Linked DNA regions of Anas platyrhynchos: region 2 is linked to region 1. Evidence: chromatin contacts called from public Hi-C data. All regions are on one chromosome and are shown on one strand. Each heading gives the region's core, a stretch centred on a gene start, on an enhancer-like site or on the middle of the called end of the contact. The rest is flanking DNA. Distances are from core to core; before and after follow the strand shown. Region 1 overlaps GDAP2 (ganglioside induced differentiation associated protein 2). Region 2 holds the start of DUSP12 (dual specificity phosphatase 12).

Region 1 (7,714 bases), core at 2,424-4,923:
CTTCTGTTCTTGCTGTTTAGCTTTATATCATTCCTTGCCAGTGGTTGTCTAATCGTATATAGGATCAAGTAAGCCATTTCAGTCAGTGTCTGGACCACTGACATAACAAATGGCAGAACAAGTGGAGGAACATACTACTTACAATAAAGAGCACCTTTTCTTCCCCTCCTTTCCCTTGTTGTGAATCCTATACAGGAAGGAAAGTATTTTGAAAGGATTACAGGGAGCTGGAGGTAAGAACTTCATTCAGGATATGAGAAATTGAAGAAAGAAGGTAGTAGAGGTAGAAAGAGAAACCTGAGAACAAACACAAGAAAGAAAAACAACATGGAATCATGAATGGTTTTTTCCTTCCCTGCTTATTAATGCATCTTGCCAGGAAAGCATCCTTCTGCACAAACCTGAAAGAGGGTTATTACTACACAGAAACAGGAGAAAAGTACTGGTGTTACCTACTGTACTGGCAAAAGTTTGCTCCCACCTGACCTCAAGTTATGTTTCTGTTCATTTACTTCTGTTCATTTACTTCTCTGTTTCTGGATTTCAGGGAACAGGCAATGTGCTCTGTAGGATTTTGTGTCATTAACTCTCTGAAAAGATGCTACCCCTTGGAGGATGCAACCCACATAGCACTGCGTAAGTTTATGTTGGAAAGTGCAGTAAATTGAATGGCAGTATTCAACAGATTGCTTACCTCTGGCAGACTGCTACTGATATGGGGAAACTTTTTTTTAGGGGGCTGTAATGTGTTGCAGGAGGCGTAAAGAGGCAGGCTTTGCATGGATGAATGGGAAATGGAGGATAAAAACAAAAGACCTTTTTCCGAGAGGTCATCAGGAAGCATCCATGGGTTGGATGCTATGTTGGAACCTAGTGTTTGATACTTTTTGTTTAATGACCTGGAAAAAGATGCTGAAGAGTGAGGTGAGAGTTTGCTGATAATAGAAAAATGTTTGGGATAACAAGGATGAGGCCTTAATTGTGAATAACTGTAGGTGGACCTCAAGCAACAGAATGAATTTCAGCTGCTATTTCAGTGTTGTCAGCATAGCCAAACTTAAAGTGTATTTGCCTTGTTTGTTTTTTTCCTTTTCCTCTTTTAACTTTTCATTCCCATTGTCCTTCTCTTCGTGTCTGCTTTCCACCACCACCCATTTCCTGGACCTTCCTGTATGGTACTCCCACACAATAGGGAAGTTGTTGCAGGTGGGATGATAGGCTTTTCCTCTTGCTGTGCAAGCTGACTGGAGAAATCTCACCCTTTGCTTAGCAGAGGTGCTGGCACTCGAAGAAACCTATCTGTCTGTTTCTCTGGTTTCTCTGCCACCTGCCTGAGTAAGACTTCAGAAAATATCTGCTCACACAGGTTCAGGAAAATACTTGCTGTGAAACTGCAGAACTGTGTTTGTCCTGTAAAGTAGTGTTGTGGGTCAACCCAGTTACGCGTGAATTTCTGTACAGGAAGTTTTTGAGAAGAGATTTTTTTTCTACTGACCCGTTGTTACTTCTTTCCTTTATTGCTTTGTTGTTGTCTGTGTAGGGCTATATGCTACCTGATAAAAATGTTGCTAGGCCAATGTATTTGTTAGGACATTTTCTCTCTTAGTAATCTTGATAGAAAAGCACGTGAAGATCCTGACATCTGTCAAGATTACAGATGAGGGCCTTTAGCTGCAATGTAAGTCCAAGAATTAGTAGAGGGAATAAATTCTCTCATGACTTACATTTATGATTTCTATATGCTGCTTTTGCATAGCTGACCCCTGAGTTTTTGTGTGGCTTGCGACTTGTTCTAGGAATAATCCATTTTTGACAACTTGCAGAGACTTGGTAAAGGAGGGCTTTTGCTTGTTTTTTTTCCACAGGGCACTAAGATCACATTCTATAAATTGAGGTGTGCCTAGTAAGCTAAAATCCCAGAGAGACTTTTTCATTTTTTACCCATCTGTAAAGAGAGAAGCAGGAGAGAATGGAGATGGAATTTCCAGTATGCCCCAAAACCCATTTCATGTTAAACCACCACTTAATCCATGCTTGTGTACTGCCTGTGGAGCTATTTGGTGCAAGGAGAGAGATGTCTTTCTCTGTTCTGCATTCAGTTGATTTCTGTGCTTGTAGCCATGTGTAAATTTCTTCTCCTATTTTGCTAACTTACATTTACTCTTCTTCTTTGCAGGCACAGTTCGAAGGTTCCTGGAGATTCACGGGGAGACTCTGGAGAAGGTTGTGTTTGCAGTCTCTGAGCTCGAAGAGGTATCTCTTTGATGTTCCTTCATCAAAATTCATGGATGTGTTTGATCTCAGCAGCAGTATTAACCCCTGCACTGTAGACTGGGACTCAGATCCTCTCTAACAAATCATCCTGTCTCACTTAGACTTTCGGTTGCACAGCTTATTTCTGTCTCTTATCAGCACAGTATCTTTTCCAGTGCTTTTTCCCAGCACACTTTGAGCAGTCACCATAGATTTGTTTACAGCCTTTCCATTTCTGGCTTCCATGTTCCTGAGCCATAAGCAGGAGTCAGTATTAGAGGTTAGAGCATGCAGTTGTGCTGGATGCATTCTACCAGATAGACACAAATTTCTCAGGCAAGACTTGCTCTTTATACAAGGTTTGGTCTTCTGCTTTTAAAAGATTGTCCTGATTTCCATTCATATATAAAGACCTTAAACATTGCTGAAGTAACAAGCTTGATGTTTAATGATCTGTTTTCAGATAAGTGCTGACAGTTTCAGTCCTGTTTTTGGCTGGAATAGAGTTAATTTTCTTCCTAGTAACTGTTACGGTTCTGTGTTTTGGATTCAGGGTGGGAATAATGCTGATAATGCACCTGTATTCTAGTTGTTGCAGAGCAGTGCTTGCACCGAGTCAAGGACTTTTCAGTTGCACTGTCTTTATCTCAACCCTTGATTTTTTACTTCTTTCATTTTTATTTTTTTCCTGATTCTCTCCCCCATTCCACGGAGGGGGAGTGAGCAGACATCTGTGTGGTGCTTAACTGCCTGTCAGGTAAAAGCACAACAGTCCTTTTGGCACCCAATATGGGGCACAAAGGGTTGAGATAAAGACAGATCTGCCCAGAGCATGTTGAAACACAATTGTTATGAGCACTGTACCAGTTTAACAGTTGCTGATTAATGGCACTGAACACTGTGCTCAAGGTGTACACATGACCCATGTAAAGGACTGTTGTGGCTTAATCCAGCAGGCAACTAAGTGCCACACAGCCATTCACTCACTCCTCCCATGCCTCCAGTGGCATGGGAGGGATGGAGGGGAGAAAGGTAAAATCTCATGTGTTGAGATGCATACAGCTTAACAGGACAGAAAAGAAAGAGAAAACGATGATAAAAATACACAAAGCCAAGCGATGCACAATGCAGTTGCTCAACACTAGTTGATCGATGCCCAGCCAGACCCCGAGCAGCAGCCCTACTCCCCCAGCCAACTCCTCTCAGTTTTATTGTTGAGCACAATGCCCCCTGCTAAGGGATATCCCATTGGCCATTTGAGGTCAGCTGTCCCCTTCCAGCTCCTTGTGCACCCCCAGCCTCCTCACTGGCAGGGCAGCAGGTGGAGCTGAAAAGTCCTCAACTCAGTACAAGCACTGTTCTGCAACAATTAAAACATCAGTGTTATCAATGCCGTTCTCATCCTAAATCCAAAACATGGCACCATGCCAGCTACTAGGAAGAAAAATTGTTTTATCCTAGCCAAAACTAGGACAACAACTCTTAGATGTTGGACCTAATAATAGCTGCTCCTGTGCAGAATACCCACACTGTTCAGACTCTGTCACATCTGGATGACAAAATGAAATTACTTAATAGGGTTTCTAAAACTACTCGTCTGATGGAGGGAACATGTGGTGAAGTATTACAATGTTTAGTAAAGATTTTCACTGTTTTCCTACATGCGAGGAGGGTTTCTCTTGGTTGTTTCTTGTTTATTCTTTTTTCCAGTCAGATCACTTGAGTTGGTCTTTGTAGTGATCCATTTTCATCTAAGCAACCTTTGCTGAAGTCTGTCATCTACATGTATTGTAACTTCATTATAATGCTGAAGTATCTTCAGTCCACCTGAGTTCATGAAATTTAAAGCAGAATCTTCTCTGGGTTACTTACCAATGTGGCACCAAAATAAAATTATTAACCTTGATAAAGCCTATCTGCTTTTATTGCCAAATAGCAGCCCAATGTAAGCCATCAAGGAAAGTAGCACGTTGCCTCCAAATCTCAGAGAAGATACCTGCTACAAGGGTAGGTGTTACGTATCTGAAGAGCAAGGATGCGTGATAGACCTTCACGCATTTTTCTTATTTATAGGCCACTTACCAGAAGTTGCTGCCTCTGTATTTTCCAAGATCATTGGAAGAAGAGATACAATCCTTGCCTTACCTCCCTGCAGATATTGGTAATGCGGAAGGGGAGCCTGTAGTACCCGAGCGGCAGATCAGAATTACTGAGAAGCCAGGTGTTCCAGATGGTGAGTTCTTAACTCAATTTTGGAATAAGGATGTCTTTGTGAAAGTAAGCAAAAAAAACAGAAAAAAAATACACGGTGAACAAAGAGGTATCTGGGGTGAGGTGGTGTGGGAAGGCAGGCTGTAACGAAAAGAATTGTCAAGTTGTCTCATTAGCTTTGTGTGTTCGACAGCAGTAACTTCTGCTTTCTGTCTCGAAGTGGAGAGTGGTTAGAGGATGTGGTAAAGCTGTCGTTCTGTCTTTTTATTTTGGGGGGGGAGGGGTGATGGAGTCCTTTCCCTCTGCAAATTTTCTCCTGAGCTGGTTAGGAGCTTTTTTTCCCATTCAGAATCATACCAGCCCTTGGCTGAAAAAGTCATTATTGTTACTGAACTGTTTTAGGTGACATATTAAAATGCAGTTTCTAGCCAGGCCAGATTCTGTTGATCCAGTACATGCATCAAACTGGTAGGTGCTTAATGAAAATTAGCAGAAACTCCCCTAAAAAGTAGAGGAGCTAGATCAATCCAGAGATCAGTGTTTGGGAAATGGCTGTCAAAAGCTCAGTGAGAGAAGGCAGATTATAAAGAGGTTGCCTAAATTTCAGGGTTGAAATGGTAAGAGGTGGATGGCAAAACAATACAGCGTGTAAATGGGCATATATAGGAGCAAATGGGTATAGTGGAATCCTACAGTCTTGTTCCATGTCATAGTAAAGTTGGGAAATTCAATTCCTGTCATCCAAATTGCCCAGGGAGGCAGTACTAGAAGCCCTAACAATATTCCTTGATGATATAAAGTTCAGTGAGGTATTCTGTTATGGTTGCCAGCAAGTAAGCCTGTGCTCTCTACCCCATTGCACAGCTGTGTAGTAGATACCCAAACCCAGGTTATCACTTTTCTACAGCATCTGTTTCAGCAGAGTCAACATAAAAGGAAGAAGTGAGCCCTTTCTACAACACAGCCTCTAAGCTGAATAAAACTGCAGCACGTGTCCCTCCGCATGCTAACTTTTCCTCTTAAAACAACTAGGACAACTGGAAACCCCAAGTCACTCTCTCCAGACCTTATAGTGGAATCCACCTGGGAGAATTAACCATTTTCTGTGTGTTACAAGGTGGTAACTAGGACTTGCCCGGTTATTTTCCAGACAAACCAACGCTTTAAGAGAGTCTGTATTTCTCAGTTGCATGCTATAATCATGGTACACTGTGGTTTTTGTGTGTGTAGTGTGATGAATGAGTTGGCTCACAGAGATATTTAGCAGTTCAGCAGCAGCACTGCTGTTTCGTACACAGCTTGAACATTTTATGCTACCTTTGTTTCTACTGCAGATGCTTCAGATGAAGAGGGGTTGGAGGCAGACTTGTCTTTCATTGGTTCCCATGCTTTTGCCCGCATGGAGGGAGACGTTGACAAACAGAGACGCCTCATCCTTCAGGGACAGTTGTCAGAGGCAGCACTGCAAAAACAGCATCAGAGGAAGTGAGAATTCCCTTGCCTGTGTGAATGTTTTGGGTTAGCTAGCTGTTCAGAGGACCAGCTCTCACGATGATTTAGTTATCCATAAGGTCTGATGTCACCCTGAATCTCAGTGGTAGCTTCTCTAGCCTGAAGGGAATGGGCAGTAGAAGGCAATCCATTGATGAATCCCTCTAGCATGCCCAGTGCATAGGGCCAGCTGGTTTATCCCTTTGCCACAAGGTGTCACTGTTTAATCATCACTTTCTGTGGTTAGGTCAATACTGCCTGCTTGCTCCTGAGGCTCTGGGCAGCTAGCACGTAGTTTTTTAGAAAGATTTTAAAAAAAAAAAAAAGGATGGTGACGCTTCTTCCCTCTTTTTTTTTTTTTTAGAAGCCAGTCCCATGCTAAGGAATCTTTAAGGTGTGATATTTGCCTTCTTTACTCGGATGAGGCACTCAATTCTTCACCATTTAAGAAATAAAATACGTATGTGATGCTGGTTGCTGAGTAGTAAGGTTCAACCTACGGAGTTTTTTAAGAAATCTTCCGGTTTTTAAATGCTGACATGGAGGTGTTTCAGTGGAAAAATCTTTGAGATGTTTTCATCCCAAATGCAATGCCACCGATAGTTACTAGGTGGTGCATATTCAGTGCCCCAGTAAAAATCACTAGGGAAGTCACTTGAATGTTTATTTTAATACTTCTTTATCGATTTGAAAGTAGCTCTATTGATCAGAAACCCACATTAAAGAGAGATCAGTGACAAAGTGCTAGTTTTATCCTTCTTTAGGCTTCTAATGCTGACCCAAAGGGGATTAGATCTGACCAGATGTTTTTCACTTTCTAGTTATAATCGCTGGCTATGTCAAGCAAGAGCTGAAGACCTCTCTGATATTGCTTCCCTCAAAGCCTTGTACCAGACAGGTAAGTTTAGGGCACTGATGACTCTCGCTATGGTGATGACCCCGTCTTAAAGTAAAAATACAAAATAAAAATACGATATTTTCTGTAGAATTTGAGTACAATACGTCATGTCATCAAGTTAGAAACCTGGCCAGGAACTAGGCAGCACATCTGTAGTAAATCTGGTATTTTCATGTTCTTTCTTGACTGACTTTGAAAGACTGTGTGGTAAGCTCCCCAACAGCTCCTCTTTAACAGTTTGGGGATATATACATATTCTGAATTTGTCTGTAGAATGCAACCAGTAGTAGCCTCAGAGGAAGAATGAACATAGTGTGAATGGCAGTTTAAACAAAGAAAAAGTAATGTTCTGTGGTTAGTTTAGCAACAGCAGTAGGGAGGTTCTGAGTTGTGGCTGGTTCTCCCTGGTTTAAAAAGGACCAACTTGGAAACCTGACATGACTGTTGGTTCTGAGTCTTATTTTTCTTTCTCTTGTAGGTGTGGATAACTTTGGTCGCACAGTGATGGTAGTGGTTGGAAGGAATATCCCTGTAACATTGATAGACATGGAAAAGGTAAGACTTTGCAATACTAGAGTTGTGTAAGTTGAATGTGAATGTTCAGTTTGTGAAAGGTGGATTATAAGAGTACTTTAGTGCTGATTCTAAAAGTGTTATCTGTAGAAGACTTAAGAGACTAAATAAAAAATATTTTCATAGACAGATCAAAACTTATTCCCCCGCATGCTTTGTATGTCTTGGGGTGGCTTTTCTGGAGGAGGAAGTGGACTGTTTTCAGAGAAAATTGTTGGTTTTCTTCTCAGAAAGTAAGACTTGCTCTGCTTCTGTAACTGGAAGATATGGAAAGTGAAATGTAGCAAG
Region 2 (7,714 bases), core at 3,525-6,024, 43 kb after region 1:
GAGGATGGGGAAGGAGGAAAGACCAAATTGGTGCTGGGACATTACCGTAACAGAGGGGAAAAAAAAAAAAAAAAAGAGTCTGGAAACCGCCAAAACAGAGCTAAGGATGAAGTTTTATAAACACAGAGCAACGTGTTCATTTTAATCCAGTAAATAGGGCAGCAAATTTGGCAGATGAAATGCACTTAAAAACTTGTAAGTCAGCTCAGTGACCTGGCACTGTCAGATTAGTTTCCTTTCGTGATGCATTGCCGAACGTAATGTGTCACTATAAATCTTGCTAGCTGCAACTGTTAAAGCCATAAAGTGAAGTAGGGTTATTAATACACACTAGTAAAAGCTGTCAGGCTCTATTCTGTAATTGAGCATCAAATCTGCAGTTGGAAAACGTTCCCTTTTGTTTGACATGTGGGATAACTGCATGTCTGCAGATACTGAGAGCATGGAGACAGGTAAGAACATCCCCGTCATGTGGGGTTATTGTGAAATCCTCCTGCAGAGTATCAGGAGTGAGCTCCTCTCTCTGTTAGTAGCTGCCTCTACAAGTCTTTGAGGTTTCCTGTGGGGAGACGCAGCAATTTTCCCTCTCGATAAATAAAAATAGACATGTAAAGTCTTGTATAGACCCACAGAGTCTAATGCTGGGAAGAGTAGTCTTTCACAAATCTGAGGTTAAATTTGCCACTAAAAGCACAGCAACAGCTGAAAGGTTGTCTGAGGGATGAGATGCTACCGCGTAGGGCTCTCCAGCTCCCACCAAGTTCCCAAGCTCAGCAAAAGCTGAGAGGCATTTCTCCAAGAGGCAAGAAATGCCACCAGGGTGCTTCACCAGCAGGACCCATGCAAAACATGACCTTCAAATACCTGCTACATGGAGACCTGAGGAGGACACAGAAACTGAGTCATTGTCTCTCACAAATGTCTTAAGACGTGTTTCCACCTGTTGGCCCTTTCACACAGCATTTTTGCTTCTGCAGTAGACCCAGTTTTGCTGATCTGGAGTGGGAAGCCCAGGGAAGCCCAGCACTTTCTTTCCCATTACAAATGAGCAGCGTTGAGATTTCTCCCACGTCAGCCCTCCCTCGTGATGCATGCTGAGATGGAATGCACTTACTGGAGTGAGTGGGCAGTGGTCCGTCATCTGAGTTGTTTTTCCTTGCACCTGAGCTTGCCCCAGCTACTTAATTAGTCACACGGTTTCCCAGAACCCGGGGGGAGAACGAACCGTTAACAAATTTCGGTGGCGTAGGAGAAGACAAAAGCTGAAGAGGGGGAGGAGAAGGGGGAGTTTGCAAATCAAACTGAAAAAAATATTTACTCTATTTTGGGAGTTGTGAGCAAACCCAGGATACATCACCATATGCTCAAGCTGCAGGTGGCAGACACAGCAAAGGGGAGTTCACAGAAACAGTGAAGTTGTTTAGGGAGTGCAGCCTCACTCGTGTGAAGCTCTTGCACACGAATCTTGTACTTTCCCTCACCACAGATTTTCACTTTGAAATTACAGCTTTTTCCCATTCCCTTATCATCTGTAGCTCAGGGAGCTGATGTACAGGAGTGTAGTGATCACACCACACCTGCAGCAACCCCACAGGCATCTGACAGCAGTCTTCTGCATGTGAGCTCAGTCTGTTGCTTCTGTCACTGTAAAAAAAAAAAAAAAAAAAAAAAAAAAAAGGCTACTGGTCATCTGGTCATCCTCACAAATTCACAGATTTGAAGGCTAACAGACATGATTAACTATCACTTAGTACTCATAAAATACTGACATAAACTCACAGCCCCTTCAATAACACATACTTGCCTGGAGACTTCATTCAAATCCCTCAAGAGTTGGATAGTCCAGTGCTTTGCCATAGTAGTTTGTTGCAGCTGTTAGTTACTTTCACAAATAAAGGTCCACAGAGTTTGATCTGGTTTTAATTTTCACCTACCTTTATTTTCAGTATGCTTTTAATTTTCCCTGATAGATGATGGGGGCTTTTATTGAAAAGTTGCCTGAATTCTTTATGATTTTTTTTTCAACAAGTCCTTTTCTTCTAGCTGGTGGCAATGGTAACTGGAAAAGGAGGTTTTGCATACATAAAGTAGGTATGTAGTTTAAAATAATCTAAATCGGAGCTATCAGAGACTCTCCTAACCCATGCTCGGAGGTCAGGTTTATGCCACCGGGCAGTGAGGCAGCTCAAGGAACTGACCCAGCTGAAAACTGATCCAGCCGAAGAGGTCAAATTCAGCTGGGCTAGCCTGCTAACAGGGCCACCACGCAATCGCATGGGCACCAGCACAAGCATGGGAGGTGAGGCAGGTTGACAGCAAACTTTACCTGGACTGAGAAGCCTTTGGGCTTACCTAAAGCACATGTAACTCTTGGCCTGCTTTGTGGGCCGCCAGCACTGTGCATGGAAACTCTATAACCCTGTAAGCTGCTGTGTCCCAGCACAAGGCTGACAACCTTGCTCTCTACCGGCATGGGTCGGGGAGTCCTTGAAGAGCACGTGGGTGGGTAGCATCTCTGTCAGGGTTTCTGCTGTGGCCTGTCCTGCAGTGTGACAGCTGCCCCTCCAAGCCCCAGCTCCATCCACCTCTCTTGGTGGATGGGGATAACAATCTCCCTTTCCACCAGGTTTAATCTCACCTTATCAGGTCTGAGGTGACTGCCAGCCTCACCCCCCTCCGTGGCCAGCTGGCATCCTACAATGCTCTGAGGGGCCCCTGCAGACTGTTTTTGTAGCAGTTCAGCCTACAGCTGTCTCATCCAGGGCTGTGCAAGAACAATCCTCCCAGTGACAGATAATCGGGGCTTTCAGGCTCTCTTATCTCATACAGGGGAGGTAGGGTAAGGTTACACATCTCAGTCTGGGAAAACAGCATTACCATACCTCTTTCTTATGAAACCCAACATTTTCCTTCTGTTTAGAAACTTGTCAGGCAGCCTATGGGCCTTTCTGCCTATGCTGGGAAAAACTTGCAGCTACATGCTAGAGATCACTTTAGACAAAGTTTGAGGAAGTAAAGTATCGAGATCTTTTGCGATAAGGAAAAGCCAAGGCTGTGGATGTGCTGCATGGTGATGTTTTCCATGGGTGTCCTGCTAAGACAGCACATCTTACTCTGTGTGAGTAAGAGCGCTCTATCTCCTCTCATCCTACAACAGGTCTGAACCCTATGCAGGGCAGAAATAAAGCTGCACCAAGATTTCTGCATTGCTCCATGATCTTCCATAGCTTAACTTGTAATAAATCTTGGATTCAAGGAAGAAGGGTTGCCGCTGTCTACACAGTATCAGATTTCAGCACCAAATGCAAGTCATGGCCTGGTTAAGAGATCAGAACAGAAATCGGGAGTTAGATAGAAGTCTCTTGCAGTTTAAAGTCCACTTGCTGCATGAGAACCAGCACAAAACAGATGAGTGTGACAGGTTTCAAGCTGGGATAGGCATTTGATTTTTAGTGGCAAGAAGCTACTCAGAGGTTTTACACAAGGCCCACGAGGAATTACTTGGTCTGGACTCAGTTTTAGGTTACAGTGAGAAGCATAGTCAGTCCGTAAGGTGTGTAACAAAAATATTTACAGGAATGCAAAATCTGTGACAGTAAAAAGGTGCTTATAGTTTGAGTCCCAAATGAGAAGCATTAGTCTAGAAACAGTTAAAGCTAACTGCTGGTAGTTTTATTCTGTAAGTCAATTTTACTCCCGTTTATGTGGATGTGATTGTGTAACAGATTTTACAAGTGAGCTGATTTTGTTTCCCCGCAGATTTTCTGTGTGGTTGATTTCCTGTAGAAAAACTCGGCTCAGATAAAGAAGCCTGCTTATCGTGAACATCCTACAAAGGTAACAGACAGGGAATGAAGGGCCCTCACAGCCCTAGGGGTTGTTTTAATCTCCAAGCCAGCAATTCACAAACACAAACCTGCATACCAGAGTTGGTTCCAGAGGCTTCCCAAATAAATACTCCTCCAGGCCTCCTTTCCTCACTGAATGTAGTGTTTACATCGCAGGGACTACATTGAGGTAGAAGGATAACAGAAATCTTTGAAAAAATGTAGGTGCTAGGTTGTCCTGCAGTGACTGATCTCACCTTTAATCCGTTTGTCCACTCAGGCCCTATCATTTCAGCAACGCATCTGGAGTTTTATTAACGATGCTTGCTTTCCGAGTATTTGTGAGACCACTATATTTGATGCTTTCATGGTTTTCTCTGTGACTAGAATTTTCTCTGTGACTGAATTTAAGTACATTAAAGGAGGCTGTGGAGAGGTGGGGGTTGGTCTGTTCTCCCACGTGCCTGGTGACAGGATGAGGGGGAATGGGCTAAAGTTGTACCAGAGGAGTTTTAGATTGGATGTTAGGAAGAACTTCTTTACTGAAAGGGTTGTTAGGCACTGGAACAGGCTGCCCAGGGAAGTGGTGGAGTCACCATCCCTGGAGGTCTTTAAAAGACGTTTAGATGTAGAGCTTAGGGATATGGTTTAGTGGAGGACTTGTTAGTGTTAGTTCAGAGGTTGGACTCGATGATCTTGAGGTCTCTTCCAACCTAGACAATTCTGTGATTCTGCGTTATTCCAGAGCTGGCATGTTCACAGCCCCATCGTAGCACTTGAAAGGCTGGCAGCACTGAACACGTATCAGCTACTCCTTCTCGCCTTATAACATCTTACAAATGCAGGCTGGGGAAAAGAAGGGTGGGGGGTGGACCGCTGCCAGCCGCCCCTCACAGATCCCCACAGACCCCGCCACCGCCTCCATCCCGCCCCCCTCCGCCATTTTGTGGGCGGCCGCCGGCGGCCGCCACCATCTTGTGGGCGGTACCGGGCGGGCGCCATGGCGGATCCCGGTGCGGGCAGCATGGTGCCGGTATCGGCGGGGCTTTATGTGGGCGGCGCGGCGTCCTGCTCGTCCCCGGCGTCGCTGGCGGCCGCGGGGGTGGTGGCGGTGCTGACGGTGGACGCCGAGGAGCCGCCGGCGCTGCCGGGGGTGCGGAGCCTGCACGTTCGTGTGCTGGACGAGCCTGGAGCTGACCTGCTGAGCCGCCTGGACGAGTGCGCAGCCTTCATCGGCGCGGCGCGGGCGGGCGGCGGGGCTGCCCTCGTCCGCTGGTGAGGGTCGGGACGGGGACCGGGACCCGGCTGGCAGCCCCCCGGGGCCGGGCTCGCCTCATCCTGCGCCTTTCCCTTGCAGCCATGCCGGGGTGAGCCGCAGCGTGGCCGTGGTGACCGCCTACTTGATGAAGACGCAGGGGCTGGGCTGGGAGGAGGCGTACGCTGCTGTCAGGGCGGCCAAGCCCGATGCCGAGTGAGTGCCAGGGCTGAAGGAGGGGGTGAAGAGGCGCTGCCTTCCCTTACCCGGCCTCAGCCCCTGCCCTTCTCTCTCTGTCTCTCTCAGCGCAGGGTGAACCCGGGCTTCCAGGGGCAGCTGAAGCTGTACGAGGCCATGGGCTGCGCGGTGGACAGCAGCAGCGCCCTGTACAAGCGGTACCGCCTGCAGATGCTCAGGGAGAGGTACCCCGGTGAGTGAGGGGCTGGGGGAGCGCTGCCCCTGACGGAGGCACTCGAGCTTGAGGTGAAATTTGCCTCTGTAGTCTGCCAAAGGCCTGGGTGGGTGATCACAGCGTAAGGGCAGTCACACGGTTTTTCTGCTCCGTGTTTTTTTGCCCCACGGGCAGCATCAGGCATCCAGGTGGATCTTTCTGCTGTGTGCTTGCTTTAAGTTATCATCGTTAGCAGTTTTAAGGCACGTGCCCCCATCTGTGGTCTCTGACCTGTGCTGCTGTGATTTGTGACTGTCTTTCACTAGCTGTGCATCAAGATCTCTGTGTCTTGTGTTCTGTAGCGTATGACTATGGTGGTGGGCCATGGTTCACAGATCATTAAAAAAAAAAAAACCACACACTAATTGCAGAGCCTATTTGATGTCTCTCTGCATGGACAGCAAAGCAGTGGATGTCCTTCCATAGCTAGACATCTCAGGTGGGATGAGCATGATGCATCCATCTATCCTTAAAGGCACACAGAAGCACATCAGTGAGATGCCACTTTACAGACTGAGCTCAGTTGTTGTTGACTGTGAGTACTGCCCTCAGAGTAGCGGAGCCTTGAGTCACACAGACAAACGTTCACATCATATTGTCTTTACACAGTTCTAGCTCATCAGTGGGAGAAAAAAAGGGTATTTGAGGCATGTCTTAGAAACAAATCTGTGATGAACTGTTCTCTAACAATTCCTCCTATGTTTTTATTTCTCTTTTAAGTGAGAGCACAGAGCAAAAGGCAAATAATTTGCCTTTGCTGAGGCCAAATTCTAGATTCCGTTTTGTTGTACTAAATGAATCCCAATCTTTGGTGTGGTGGGATGAGGCTGTTTTAGTTTGAACTTAGCAAATGGAATGGGTGAGTGAATGAATTGATGTGGAGAAAGTAGCTTTTACATACAGTGATAGGGGCAGAGGCATGGTGCTCTCCCACTGTAATGTATCATGGCTTTATTGATCTGATTTGCAACTTAATCTTGTCTGTTCCGCAGAACTTCAAGACTTACCTCGAGAAGTCTTCGCTGTTGATCCAACCAATATGTGTCAAATGCCGAGCACAGAGGTTCTCTACAGATGCAGGAAGTGCAGGTATTGAACCATTCATATTTCCCACAACATAGCATTTTGAAGTGATCTCAAGAGGAAAACAGCCTGTGTAAATCAGTGGGTATGTCATTATTGTTAGAACAGGGATAAGATCTTGTGTAAATGTCCATATAGTGTGTGCCACACACACTATATATATTATGTCTCTAAGTTTCCGCAGTAAAACCAAGCATTTTACTTTTTTTTTCTGCTTTTCCTCCCTTCCGTCATGGAGGACAGGCGCTCTCTATTCCGTAGCTCCAGCATTTTGTCCCATGTGGAAGGAGACGGACCAACAGCCTTTATTCACAAGAGAATAACGGAGTCAACGCAGCTTTCTGGTGGTGGCCCTGATAAGTGCACCTCTTACTTCATTGAGCCCGTGCAGTGGATGGAGCCAGCATTACTGGGAGTCATGGAGGGACAGGTGAATGTGCTTTATTTTTTATTTATTATTATTTTTTGCCAAGATAAACTGTTGCTATTCCCTCATGTGAAGGCCCCCACACACTGTCCTAGGTCTCCCAGCCTCTCCTGCATCAATTTTGCAGATTACTGATGGATTCTCAGATGTGAAATATCCTTTTATAAGGAAATGAGCTCGAGATCTTGTTGGCCTGAGAACACTGGCAAGGGTGTTGGACGAGGGTTTGTGAGACTTAAAAACCTGCTGTGGTCTCAGGCTGGCTGAGGCCTAACTCCTGGAACCACACCAGGTCTGATGAGCTGCATTTCCACGCCACCCCTTCTGCCAGCACAGCTGTCTCCTACACCCCAGAGCATGGCAAGCACCAGCCCATTCAGCTCTCTTTTTGGCCTGTTTTTCTGTATCATTTCAGCTACAGGGGCAGGAGCTGGCTTAGTGCAGGTTGCCGTAACTTAATGTACCGCAGAATTACATTTCACGTGGAATTACATCTGAACGCAGCTTGTAACGGGGTCATTTGTTGTTCTTGCAGCTTCTGTGTCCCAAATGCACGTCGAAGCTGGGCTCCTTTAGCTGGCGGGGTGAGCAGTGCTCTTGTGGCCGCTGGGTGACTCCTGCCTTCCAGATTCACAAGAGTCGAGTGGATGAAGTGAGAACGCTGCCGGTTG

Evidence for each region. A called contact is a pair of places that touch in the nucleus more often than the background predicts.
Region 2: a contact with region 1 is called in a Hi-C map of subcutaneous adipose tissue, with 1.6 times the contacts expected there. The contact joins the promoter of DUSP12 here to the enhancer-like site in region 1. A contact is called at or near these places in 2 of 8 Hi-C or Micro-C datasets (skeletal muscle and subcutaneous adipose tissue).

Annotation. Positions count from the first base shown.
Region 1 is chr1:83,888,263-83,895,976 of IASCAAS_PekinDuck_T2T, forward strand. It overlaps GDAP2 (ganglioside induced differentiation associated protein 2), which reads left to right. Exons shown (of 14, transcript XM_072043700.1): 5 at 548-636; 6 at 2,177-2,253; 7 at 4,327-4,486; 8 at 5,799-5,949; 9 at 6,777-6,853; 10 at 7,332-7,408. Among named protein-coding and RNA genes, the nearest start is that of GDAP2, 12 kb to the left of the region's middle. Within about 2 kb of position 3,674, at least 1 of the 8 cell types and tissues checked has an H3K27ac peak or open chromatin away from gene starts, as enhancers often do.
Region 2 is chr1:83,930,284-83,937,997 of IASCAAS_PekinDuck_T2T, forward strand. It overlaps DUSP12 (dual specificity phosphatase 12), which reads left to right and starts at 4,775. Exons shown (of 6, transcript XM_027449696.3): 1 at 4,775-5,102; 2 at 5,185-5,298; 3 at 5,394-5,512; 4 at 6,526-6,622; 5 at 6,878-7,046; 6 at 7,579-7,714. The coding sequence starts at 4,828.